2 separate regions of the Gossypium hirsutum genome follow, and region 2 is linked to region 1. A link is a contact called in public Hi-C data. All regions are on one chromosome and are shown on one strand. The core of a region is the stretch at or near the end of the contact, and the rest is flanking DNA. Distances in the headings are between cores, read along the strand shown. Region 1 holds the start of LOC107908451 (sphinganine C4-monooxygenase 1). Region 2 holds the start of LOC107908448 (zinc-finger homeodomain protein 11).

Region 1 (7,063 bases), core at 2,650-5,149:
AAGTAATGTCGAGTTATCGTACCCACAGAGACTGTACAAGCAAATATTTATGAAATGTAAAATTAAACAATTTGGTGATGAAAAATTAAACTAATTTAACTAAATGATTAACTAAGAAAGTAAAATTAAAAATTCCAATGCACGATTTCTAAAAACGAGTTTAATCAATATGACATAAATGTGTTAGATCAATTTTATTCTTTAACTTAGAATTATTAAAACTACGTTCGTGTTGTTACGAATAAATTCATGACAACTCGGTACCTTGTTAACTAATGCACATACTTACTTATTAAACCCATTAATCTCTTGAACATATCTCTATGTCAATTCAAACAATTCATCAAATTTTTATAGGCAAGTATAAGATTAAGTGAGGTAACAATATATCTCTACATTGAAACAATTTAATCACAATAATCTTACAAGTTATGCAAGGCTAATATATTGTTTAATATCATCGCTAATTTAACCTTCAACTACCTTAGAAGATTAAACATGCACCAATTAAATATTGTATCAATTAATTCAATTTTTACCTTACAATTAAAATGCTAGCATAACATAAGCATGATTTCATTTAATTGAACAATTTACCAAGACCTAAAAACAACACAAACACATTTTTGACAATCTAAGTGGACAAAATGCAATTAATGTAACACAAAGGAAATTTAAGTCATTTTAATTAATTCAAGAGCAATAATACAAAAAATATTCATGTTCATGATCACAACATAAACGAAAAAAATAAAGAGAAGGGAACTAGGAAACAAATCCCGGTGCTTCTCCGAAGCCAAACTAGTACGCTCCTCTTCTCTGCTCATTTTGTCGATCCAAGACCTTCACGAACACTTGAATGTTGCTACTCCAAGGGGCGTAACTATCTCTTTTTTAAGAGGGAAATCAGCAAGGGAAGGAAGACAAAGAAAATGGGAAAACAAGAAAAGGAATGAAAGAGAGAAAAGGGAGAATGATGTGTGAAGTGGGGGATGAAAAATGAGGAAGTGAACGGCTATTTATACTTGAGATTGGTAGCTTAAGTTGGCTAAAAATAGCAGCCAATCCCTCATCCTATGGTCGGTCGTGCAAGTCAAAGGAGTGGTTGAGTTTGAATTTACTATTTTTAGCTTGTGGCAAAAAAATAAAATGCAGGAAAAGGAGAGGGGTTTAAATGGCATTTAGAAAAATTTCAAGGGCTCATTTGTAAATGTTAAAACCAGCAAAAATAAGCTTATTGGGTCAGCAACATGGAACGATTTGGGTGCTCTTTGGGCTTGTCCATCCTCTCTTTTTACTTGCTCAATTCAGACCCTTTTCTCTACTTGAAACTGCCCGTTTTTCTCGATAAAAATTAAATCAAACCAATTGATTCGAGGAAGTCCAAAAACTTAAACTTAAGTCCTCCATATCTGTTAGTTCATCATCTTGAACTCCCATGGTTCCTCGTTGATTAATTCTTTCAAGGTGACTTTCGACTTGATTTTTCACCATTTGTGCAAAATTACCAAAAATAACCTAATTTATGCTAAATTATTATAAAAATAATTAAAATCAAAATGTTTTATAAACTAAGCTTAAATTAATTATTTTACAATAAAAGTATAAAATTCGACAAAAATTACTTAGAAACTGCATGAATTAGTGCTCAAAAGGTGTTGAAAATGGTCATATATCTTAGTGTTTCCAATAGGAATATGACACTTAGTACTCTACACCATGAAGATTTCTGCCTTTAACAAAATTCTAAGTTGGAATGCCGTATACTGCTTTGAAAATCTATTGTAATGATTAAACATTCTCTTTAATTAATCTTTGATTTTTTAACAGTAATTAAAGAAATAAGAAGTTTAGTTTAGGATGGTTTCACGTCTGTCGAAAAATTTTGCTAAGTGTTTAAGCTTATAACATCAAATATACTGATCCGATAATTCAGGTTGAGTATAGGGTGTTACAAGAGTTCTCACTATATTCAATTGGGGAAGGTTGTAATTATCCAAGGTCTAAGATAGAGTGATCTTAAATAATTGTTTGTACCATGTGACTTATATAAAAAAATTATTCTCTAGGAAAAGCCTCACAAATGTAGTTTATGTCCAGACTTTATAAACAACTTCCTATGTTCAATCTTTTATTCTTTCGAGTTTTATTTATGTGTGTAATAAACAGTGTAACAATTTTCTTAATACACTTGACTACCAAACTTCAAATTTTTACTAAGTTGAAAATAAAAATAAATAAATAAAATAAAATAAAAAAATACTAGTTAAATACTTTTAAAAAATGAATGTTTTTATAAATTATTTAATTAAATTATAATTTTTATATTTCCTATTTTAAAATTTTGTGAATAGTATAATGATTAAATTTTATTTTAAGTTATTAATTATACTAAATAATATCTTATATTTACTATTATTTTTAGAATACATAAATTTTAATTTATTCACATGAGTTTTTTTTTTCACTCTTATATATTAGTGGTTTATGTATGTCTACATTAAATCATATGGATTGACAAATAATACATATATGAACATAATGATTAAATTTTTAATAGTTAAATCATTATTTGAGGCTAAAATTTGGCAACAATTTTTATAATGAGGTTTGAATTTTTTTTAAGTTAGTCCTTAAATTTGGTAATTGTTCTTATTTTTGGGTCTGAACTAGGCCATTGTTCTCACATTGGGACTTGGACTTTTTTTTTGTCCAACTTATCTCTGAACTTGGTAATCGTTCTTACATTGGAGCCTAAACTTTAAGTTTTCAAAAAAATATTAGAGATTTAAGTTTAAAAAAACAACTTAGGCCGAATGTGTGAAAAATTGTCAAGTTTAAGAGTTAACTTTGACAAAAAAAAAAGGTTTAAGTTCCAATGTTAAAATAATTGTCAAGTTTAGGAACTAACTTAAGTAAAAAAAAATCAAATCCCAATGTAAAAATAATTATCAAGTTTAGGCTCCAAAATATTATTTAACCTAATTTTTAACTTCTGAATAATATTTTTTTATCATTTAATATTGAGAAAAGGAGAAGCAGATGACAAAATTTGAATCTTATCACTTAAATGTGAAATGAGTTAGGGGTGAGCTCGATTTAATTTTAAAAAATCGAAAAAAATTTCTAATTTTAAGTTAATCGAGTTGAGTTATTCAAATTATTCAAGTCAACTCAAATAACTCGAGTCGAGTTTTGAGTTCAAGTCGAGTTGAATTTCACAATTCAAATATCTCAAATAATTCGAATAACATATTGGTGTAATTACTCTATTAGTCCTTGTCAACTTTGAAAATAAGTAAATTGGTCATTCTCTAAATAAAAATTATAAAAAAATTCAAAATAATTTTTAAAGACTCAAAATAATTTTTAAAGACTCAAAATAATTTTTAAAATTCAAAATATTTATAAAAATTTAAAATTTATATTTTAAAAAAAATATAAAAATTATAATAAATTCTAAAAGATATATAAAAAAGTTAAAATTTTAAAAATTTTCTAAAATGATAATTTTGGAACTAAATTAATGATTCAAATTTATCATACTAAAGTATTTTATTTTTTATTATTTTGTTTTGAATTTTTTTCAAATATATATGGTTTCAAATTTATATGCTCTAACATGAAATTAGTTATACTGTAACAATATTTTTATTTGACATATTTAATTTTTTAATTTAACGCGAACAACTTCACTCGATTAGACTAGACTTGAATTTCATTTTAATCGACTCGATTCAAAAAAATTCAAATTGATAAAATAATAAAATATAATTTATAAACTCGATTAATTAAAAAATTTTCTACTTTATTCAATTCAACCCTAAGCTTTGTAGAGCCATTGAAAGTGTCCAATGGATATATGGCTTTATTTTGTCATGTTCGTATTCCCTCAACCCAGGATGTTAAAGTTATGGACTCTTTGGTTTCTCCTAAGCCTCGGCCATCACGTCATAAAATACGACTTCTTCTTCCCATTGACGTTTGGTCGACCATAGTAAACCCAAAAACTACGGGCTTGAACAAAATCCAAAACTAATCACTGTTCAAATATTGATTGATGCAAGAAATACGCCACTATTTATTTATTTATTTCTTGTAATAGAACGCACCCACCGGATTAAGTTCCTTGTTATTCTGGCCCAAAGTTTCCATCTTTTACCTCACTTCTTTCTTCTTTTCTATTTTTCTTTTTCGAATCTTCTGCTATCTTTCCAACCCTGAGTAACATCTGTTTTCATTATTTCCCCTTTTTATTTTATTATTTAGATATTATTATTTATGTTCATTTAATTTTAATTCTTTAAATTTCGACTGCGACACCGGAGACGGTAGACTGAAACTTTGAACGTCGTCGTTTTTTTCTTCAAAGAAGGAAACAAATTCATGTGGTTTTGTTTGATATTAGTTAAGTAAAAGGAAATGGGTTTCGCTGTATCCGATGAATTGTTGGGAACTGTGGTTCCGATTGTTGTGTATTGGATTTATTCAGGAATGTATATGTGTTTGGGGTCGTTTGAGAATTATAGATTGCATTCTAAATCAGACGAGGAAGAGAAGAATTTGGTCTCCAAACTAACTGTCGTTAAAGGCGTTCTTTTCCAGCAACTTCTTCAGGCTGCTGTCGCCATCCTTTTATTCACGGTAAATCCTCCCTACATCAACTCTTATGTTACTTACTTTTTATGATTAATTTATTTTCTCTTGAACCATGGATCTGAAATTTTGGATTTCAGTTGCTTAGAATCAAATGCCTTCTTCGTTACCTACACAATTACTTATGAATTTCTCTTACGCTACCTTTTGTAATTGTAGCTGAAATTTTGATGATAGGGATCGTATTTTAATTTGACTATAGGAGATATCGAATGGTTACTGGTGTTGGGTTTCATTAAAAATTCTTGTTTTTCTTTGATAAAAATTTGGGTTTTTCTTAGAAAGTATGTTAGCCCACAAGATTTGACCAATTGCAGCGTTCCAAATTGTTACCCATGGTTACTCTGCAAACATGATAGCAAAAGTGTGGAGCTAATTGTTTGCGTCATTCTATTGTATCTGATATATTTGTACACTCTACATACGAAATTTGAATGAATAATCTAAGGTGTAATCGATGGCAATAAAAAGAAAATCTAAGGTATAATCATCCTTGAGTTTCAATTTTACTTCTTTTCACCCATGAAAGATTATATGTAGCATAGGATGTTCTTGGTTAGTCTGCACACAATGTTGTTCTGGGGTATTAGTTAATTTACTTATAGATAATTGATCGGACCTGCTTCCACATCCTATCTTTCTTACATTGGATCCTATGTTGCTTTCACACTTAATTTTTCCTAAAGCATTTGTGTTCAACATAAATTCGGACATAGATACATAGCTACTATCCTCTCCAAATATATGGAAAACTTAGAAAGTTTGAGTATATTGGTGTTAAATATATGCCGTATGCAACACTCACTCCCAAATTTGATTCAATTGTCTTTTGTGAGTATGAAATTTCAGGAGTAATCATACTGTAATTTTATGAGCTCTTCTTCTGCATATATACTAAATAATCTGTCTTTTGAATTTATGCTTTATTAGATATGAGCTAGGCAGAGTAAATATGGAAATATACCTTGTTATGGATTGTGTTTGTGATCTTTAGTTTAATGGCAGAAATCTACTTTTAACCGTGATCACAACCACATTAAATTTACTTTATCTTAGACTGGTTTCACAGTTTCTTCATTATCTTGTCACCTAATGAAAGACTCACAAGCTGGGTGCTATTCTTGTTTATGTGTTTCAGAACTGTTATAATTTAACATTTGGCATAGCTGGGGATGGTTATCAGTTTTTTATTTTATTTTATTTTCTCCTTCATCTTTACTCCACTTCTGGTTTGTTCTTTTCATAAGTTCTGTGGCATGTATAATGAGGCATAAAAGCAATTTCAGTTGAGACATTATGTGTATACAGTTCTTTTTTATCAAACATTGATTTGTGCAGGTCACAGGGGGTCATGCTGGGGCTTCTTCTCAGCAGCCATCTTCGTTTATTGTTCTGGCTAGCCAGTTCGTTACAGCAATGTTGGTTATGGACACTTGGCAATACTTTTTGCATAGATACTTCCACGAGAACAAGTTCTTATATCGGCACCTCCACTCTCGGCATCACTGTCTTGTTGTTCCCTACGCATTTGGAGCTTTGTACAATCATCCATTAGAGGGGCTTCTCCTTGACACAGTAGGTGGAGCCTTATCGTTTATGCTCTCTGGCATGTCTCCTCGGACCTCCATCTATTTCTTCTCTTTTGCCACCATCAAAACAGTGGACGACCATTGTGGGCTAATGCTTCCTGGAAACCCACTTCATATTTTCTTTAGAAACAATTCTGCATATCATGATGTCCACCATCAGCTTTATGGTAGCAAATACAACTTCTCCCAACCATTCTTCGTGATGTGGGATAGAATTCTGGGGACATATATGCCATATTCACTTGAGAAGAGAGCAGAAGGGGGCTTCGAAGCACGCCCAACTAAAGAGTTCAAAGAGGACTAATAACTAGATTGTGAGCATAACAGTATTTTTCTTTCTTTTATTCATCATCAATGAAACTACAGTCACCATTTTGTTCTTGTGCTCTGCACTTCTAATATATTTTTGTTTATAGAAGTAATAATGAGAACCATTAATTAGTTAGATCAGATAATTTGTTCATTTATGTCGTGTATTGTACTTTTTTTTCATCTGTCGTGTAATATACATATTATATAGATTATTGTACTAAAAGTTCCAGTACGAATGTAATACTCTCATCTTTACCATTTCAAACCTGTTGTATTATGTTTATTGTGTTCAAGATCGTCGATTATGCTTCCATCGGTCATTATCTCGGGCGGTCTATCTTATTTTCCCTAATTAAAGGGTTTGTGCCTACTTTCGAAATGAAATGAATGATGCGGTAACATGGATTTCCATGTTAAGGCAAACCCTATTTTTCCAATTTCGAGAATCATCTATTGCGAAAATGATGCATTAATATGGAATGGAAATCCACCTTATTAATGAATGA
Region 2 (7,063 bases), core at 2,714-5,213, 750 kb after region 1:
TTTATATTGGCCACATATCAAATAATTATTGACCACACCATTTGATCTCCCTATCAATTTTTATGACTGAAACTAAATATAATCAATAAAAATTTGACTACCAAATTACATATCAAAGATAAACTTATATACTAAATAGTATATTAATCTTTTATTTTTATCAATGTTTTTAGTGCCATAAACTCTATTTTTTTAATTTAAAAATGAAATAATTACATCAATCATACATTAATAATATAAATAATATGTTTAACTAAAGATGTAAACTGATTTTGTGCAGTGTCGCGAGTAGACATATTCTAGTGAATATAGCACTCTACTCATAATTTATCATCAATTTTATCATACTATATTAACTGTTATTTAATAAATTGAAAAATATGTGATAAAAAAATAAGTATGAAAAAATTAAGTATTAAAATTTCAAGAAATTTAAGTTATATTTATTTGATATATTACTTAAAATTAATTACGAAATATAAATAGATTATTTGATAAATATAGATTTTAAATTATAAAAAATATATTTTACATTTTATTCTTAATTTTTAGAAATTTCACCTTATTCTAAAAAAATAAAATTTTAAACATATAACTTTTTTATATGATAATATAGTATTAAAATAAAATAAATTAATTGAAAATATTTTCCGCTAAGTGATAAGTATCTTTTTATCTACTTATCATTTTCCATATATTTTTTTTTAAAAAAATTCTATTAACTTGTTTTTATTTTGGATGATCAAACATGTGTAAAAAAGTTAAATCATTGAAAATATTAATTTTTAATTGATTTATGTCTTTCAATGATTTATTATATAAGACCTTAGTATTAGAGTGTGTTTGATAAATTATTAATTTTTTTAATATTTAAAAATTTAATTTATTTGATAACTCCTATTAAATTTTGCTTATTACAAATTTTTAAATAAAGAAGTGTTTAATAAGGTGAATAAAAAAATTAAATGTTAAGGTAATTTTACTTTTAAGAAGTATATTTATTTGAAATATATATCTGCTAAAATGATAAGATATTCGAATTATTGTTTTTAACTTTTATCTAGATTTTATATTAATAAAATTAAAATTGTAAAAAAAAAACATAGTTTTTAAATTTAGCTATCAAACAATGTAAACCGAATTGAGAATACAAATACACAAACTCAAAAGAAATATTAAAAAAAAAAACCAAGTTTGGTTATTTATTTATGAAAATCTTTTATGTACTTTACCACAGTTGCGTATATCAGGCTAAAGTCCAGGAGCAGGAAAAGAATTGTTTCAGTGTGTGTGTGTTTTTGCTGTACAAGAAAATAATGGTTGGTCTTCCATGCTCAGAGGATAAAGCTTTTGTACCAAACATGTTGACTAGAGATTCATCAGTTTACATATCTATCTATATATATTATATGATCAGATTCAGTGGCATGAAAGCAAAATTTGGACCAACAATATTCATACAACTAAACACTTGGACCAAATTTTGGGAGTTGGGGTTTCTATGTCCAGATAAAGCTGGTGATAATGATTTTGCACCTCCATCAGATCTCCATGCATCATCTACTACTACTACTATTACTTTCTTTATCAACTATATAACATATTTTGAGCTCATCCATGTTTTGTTTTAGCTTTTAAGGCTGCCAAGCACAATGTTGAAAAACTCCAAAAGGAAAGGTTAAAATGACATATTTATAGTTATTTTATTCAAACAAAGCATGTGATGCCTTTTAATTTCTTTTGTACCAAAAAGCTCTCCTAATTAAAACAAGAAACTTTGGTCTGCTGCTTTAATGAGGCACTTACGTTAACTAAATGCATAAAAAGGAAAAGTTGGCAACATTCAAACTACTATTTTATTTCACCTAACCCTGTTTGCCTTACAAGATTATATATGAAGAGATAACGTATAAAAATAGACCAGATTAGACATGAAGAAATCTAATAAATTTTCTGGGAATAAAAAAAAAGTATAATGAAAAAGATTTGGGGTTTAATTCAGTCAAGGTGTACCGAACCCTAAAGTAGAGGCGGAGCCATTATCTGTGAATAATACAAAGTAAAAAGGAGGAGTAAACATTTTGCTTCAAAATCTCCATAAATGAATGAAAGACAACAATACTAATTGAACAGGGCATGTTTGTCCTATTTGATCATAACCTAAAATTAGAACAAAAACAGTAGTTTTTAGGCCAAATTATTTATAAGAAGACTCAAGAATCTTTAGGGTCACCAAAAAAAAAAAGCAACAAAAACAAGAGATAATAGAAAACATATCAAGGACGAGAAAGACAACAATCAAGTCAGAGATAGAAGACAAAGATTTATGTTATAATACGTCTAAATATCAATTAACAGATAGAATTAACAATGACAAAATAATTCTCTTTAATTGTTATCCTCACAAGTCATATCCTCTGTTCTCTCCTTCTTTCATCTGCCATCACCAGTAATTAGATTACTAATCTCCAAAATGAAAAAATAAAAAAAGTTAAGCCCCAAATGAAAAAGAGAAGCAAAAACACCATCTATAGCCTGCTGCTTTCTTTCAAATTCAGTAGTGTTTTTTTTTTTCTTTTCTAAATTAAGATGTAGAAGACCCATTATTAGTAGAAATATGAAGCTGAATACTATCCTCATTGTTGTGCATGTGACTATTGGAATCAAGAGCATTTCCATTATCTTCAATATTGTTGTTGTTGTCATGGCTATCGTGAAGATTGAGATTTCCAACTGATAATATCTCTTTCTTGCTAAAAGTGTTCTTGTTGTTGTGCATCCAAACCTTGAGAACTCCTCTATTAACCCCAACTTCATTGCAAAACTCTTGTATCAATTTTTCTTCACCCTTTGGCATTCTCCAACCAAGCCTTTCAGCGAAAGCATGCATCTTTTCTTTCTGTTCCTTAGTGAACTTTGTTCTTGACCTCTTTCTCCCACTTGGGTTGTTGTTGTTTATCCTTGACACCGAAGGATTGGAGTTGCTGAGGTGATAATGGTACTCATCCATTGGCCCTGAGTAGGCAGTGCTCAAGGCCAGCAGCATGTGCGGTGCAGAAGAGTAGTAAGAGAATGGCACAGGTGAAGGTGGGGTACGGCTTGGACCTGGGCTATGAGTCGGGCTTGGACTTGAGCTACGATTAGGTGGGGGTGGGAGGCGGTGGATGAAAGCAGGGCCATCATAAGGGTCACGGCGGTGGAAGTTGCGGTGGCAACCACAGGCAGCACACTTGAAGGAGGCAGGGTCAGTTGGGGTAGCAGAAGGGGTAGGCATGAACTCTCCACAACCATCCAGGGCATGTCCACCCAAGCTAGCTGCATGGTTTTTGAGGCACTCTTTGTAAGAAAGCACCATTTCCTCCTCCTGCTGAGGGTGGTGGTAGATCTTGAGGAGTAATAAAGAGTTAGTGACCTCGGCGCTTGTGGGGTGTGTGTCTCTGATGAGGACTCAGCTTGTGGGTTGGTTTTGGTGTTTGATTAGCTCCGTTTGCTAAGAAAAGAATAAAAAGGGGTGAAGCCTTTGACGTGGTGAATTAAGAGGGTGGGGACCTTTTTGTGGGGTTAGGACACCATTTTCCTTGAGGATGTCTACATATTTACAACATAGATTGATGGTTTAAGGATTGTGAACTTAATTATGATGATGTGGTGCATGGCAAAGGGGTGATGATGATGATGAACGAAAACTGATTTTAGATGGTATAGTTTTAATTTGATAATTATCATCATCAATCAATGTTATTGTTATAGCAGTAGCACGAAATTAATAATGATAAAAATGGAGGTAATTAAGAAAGGCATGTCATGGAAGATTTTTCAACCACTAGTCACGTTTCCTTTGCCCTATCTTTAAATTTCTTCCCTCAAGTGATTTTGTGATCAGAGTTAGTTATGAGCAGTAAATAATACTCCACTCCATATGATTCAAGGCTTTGGATTTTCCATTTACACAAAAACCAGACTACGTGGGCAGCGATGAATATGCATACACACACTGCAGTCAGATTTGCCATGTGTCTGCCTCACATTTGTCACCTCACAGTTGACTAGGTAACTTGTTTATTATATCACTTGAAAGATTCCAATCTCTATACTTTCTTTGTAAGTAAACATCAACATATTTATTTATTTATATTGCAGAGAATAAAATAACATTTGAATGGGAAATACTTTAATGGTTTTGAATGCAAGGAGGAATTCCAGAAAGGGCTGATAAAAAAGTTATCCATTCCCTTCCTTGTTTTACAACGCAAGCAATGACTCTCATGACTTTATTAATGTTTAAGATAGTTAGTAGAAGGGGTGATTCGGATCAGCTTTGAAAAAGGAAATTATGATTATTTTGGTTTCATAAATCAAACTGAATATCAATAGGTTTATGTAGGAGGGGGGGGGGGTGATAAATACATTGAAGCCTACCATTCAAATAGAGCCTTTAATCAGCCTATTTTATGTCCAGACAAAAATTAAGGGATTTGGAAATGGATTTTGGGAAGGTTGGGACGGGCATTTCTATAAAAAAAAAATTAAATGTTAAATATAAGGGTAGGTAGGGGCCATTATCATCCTCTTAATCATAATTCTCTGCTTCCACGTGGTGTCTGAAAAGCAATAATATACGGCAAGGCAAGGCCATCAAGTCATGTTCTAATTTTCTTCTACTAACTCGACTATAATAAAGTTAGTCTTTGCATACATTGATCTCTTTTTGTTTTTGGCATTAAGGATTTTGGTTAAATATAGAAGATGATTAATGAATGCAATTGAAATACTGGTTTAGAGATGTGATATTTTGTCCTTTATACTTTGCGACTCTATCTTAATCCTTATTCCTCAATCATGCATTATTAGAATCCAAGAAACAAATCTAACCCATATAATAATTCAATCATAGATAAGGAGGCATCAAATTTAAACTATTTCAAACCAAATAAAAAGTTTGATCCCAGCATGACAAGAGTGGAGTGATGAATATGAATCAAATTATGACCCTAAAACTCAACAGAGCAAAGAATTAGAGTCCAAAACAACTTGAGGAATGTCCTGACAATCATGTCATCATCATCAAAGAAGCACGCGCATTTGTGCACAATTTGACGCAATAAAGTTCAAGTAATGCTCTACCATTGAAACTACATTTTGACCATTTCTTCCATTCCAACCCTTAATCATTTTCATTACAACTTTATACCCTTTGCATTCAGAATGACAGGAGACACCTCACAATGTGTTATTCGTGCTAAACTTCCTTTTTTTTTCATCTTCCAAGCCTTCTTTTTAGAAGAAATATTCTTAGGAAACTATTTTGTAAATTTCAACTTCTGTTATTATCACTTGCAATACTAAATAGTCTTCCACTCACCGCGCCACTCCACCCCCCAAACTTTGTTGCATGTTTTAAGTACAAATATTAAAAGTAATATTCTTCTATATGAAAATTCTAGCTTTCTAGAATGGAATCTAGCTTTGATTCAAGTTTCTTTTTTCTGTTTATGTCAGCTTTTTAGACTTGCAAAACGTCAACTATATATGATAGTGATGAATGCTGTTTAAATTTCGACTGATTGTGTTGTATGAATTTATGCCAATTATAATTGTTAGCTGCAACGCCTAATGTAATTTAAGGAATACTCAATTGTTGAATTTTTTTTACCTTCATTACCGCATAAAAGATTAATGGATTTACTATTTGATTACACTAACTAAAGTCATGTACTATGCATATTGAACATTAGTAGGTACATTGAATAAAATTATGTATATTTAGTGTTCAAAGTATGATTTACTGTTTCAACCTTTAATTATTGATTTTTGAAGACTTTTAACAACTCATTAGTGAAGTCTTTTTACATGAAAAAATTAAGCCAAGGATTGGATTCAATCTTTCATTACAATCTAAGTTCCCTTAAATACAAGATTTGTTTTTCAAAGAATTTGATGGCAAGAACATTTCTACCGAATATACACTTTATTGGAAATATTTTAATGACTGTTTTAGTGGAACTAGTTATTGATATTGATTGTAATTGAGCAAGCCTTTTATCCATATGTATAGACAATTTATTTAGGTTAGTTAGTACAAGAAAGTGAGAGTACTTTATTTGTTCAATTAGGAATTGTTAAATTTTAAGTAAAATATATTGTGGCAGAGGAGCTACCCGAGCCATGCATGTTGCAGCTGAAGATGGTGCTGCTGTTTTGTTTAGTTTTGTTACTTCAATTAACATTTTGTAACTTACTTAGATTCAAACCAAGTTGTTAATGTACTTGATGTAGTTTGTCAATGTTTGAGCTGATAAATCAGTTTTACGAAGTGTGCAAGTCATGTTTTATACGTTTCAAGGTTACTTAGTGGTAGTAGGTAATGTTTAGGTGACAATTTGCTTATTTTTGACCGGCTTATGTCTGGTATATGTATTGGCATTATGCCATCTTTCAAAGTTAATGAAAAACATCAAAATTCTTCATCAATTTCTCTCTTTTTCTTGCTTTCTTTTGTCTTTAAAGCCCGATTCTGTTTTGTTTGCTCAGCAAGTATCGAGCCTTTTAGCTCAAGAAACTGCTAACTTCATTCATCTCATATTCTTAGTTCCAACAACATCTAAGCTTTCAAGTGGAAAGTTGTAGTATGAGAGTGATTTAGCTCAAAGTATAGGAGTGATGTTGCAGTTTGACGAGTGAGTTGAACTTAAATTACAACTTATCTTTATTATTTAGGTGTAGAAAATTTTTGAATTACGTGAACAAAGTTTCAGTATTCATCTCTATTTTTACTATTAGTAGTTACTTTCTTCCATTAGCAAACTTTCAATATGTGTAGCTGCAATGGTTTCGCCAAGAGAAATATTTAGATTTGCAGGAATAAAGTTACTACAGTTTTTTATCCATACTCCTTTTTGGGATTTTTTTTTCTCCTTAAATGAGACCTTGCTAGAGATGTTTATCAGAACAACCAGCAATCAAGAGGGTTATTGTCCTAATAATTGAGGATTCCTTAAAGGGAAAGCACATGTCCAAGTGGCCAGCTGAGCTTAATTGGGGCGGTTTTAAAGACTCAAAGGCA

The links. Hi-C and Micro-C count contacts between places; a contact is called where the count stands out from the background.
Region 2: a contact with region 1 is called in a Hi-C map of leaf, with 2.4 times the contacts expected there. The contact joins the promoter of LOC107908448 here to the promoter of LOC107908451 in region 1. A contact is called at or near these places in 6 of 34 Hi-C or Micro-C datasets (callus, hypocotyl and leaf).

Annotation. Positions count from the first base shown.
Region 1 is chrD02:44,533,362-44,540,424 of Gossypium_hirsutum_v2.1, forward strand. LOC107908451 (sphinganine C4-monooxygenase 1) reads left to right here and starts at 3,900. Exons shown (of 2, transcript XM_016835623.2): 1 at 3,900-4,644; 2 at 5,995-6,822. The coding sequence starts at 4,423. The coding sequence ends at 6,549.
Region 2 is chrD02:45,284,693-45,291,755 of Gossypium_hirsutum_v2.1, forward strand. LOC107908448 (zinc-finger homeodomain protein 11) reads right to left here and starts at 3,964. Exons shown (of 1, transcript XM_016835620.2): 1 at 2,313-3,964. The coding sequence starts at 3,355. The coding sequence ends at 2,585.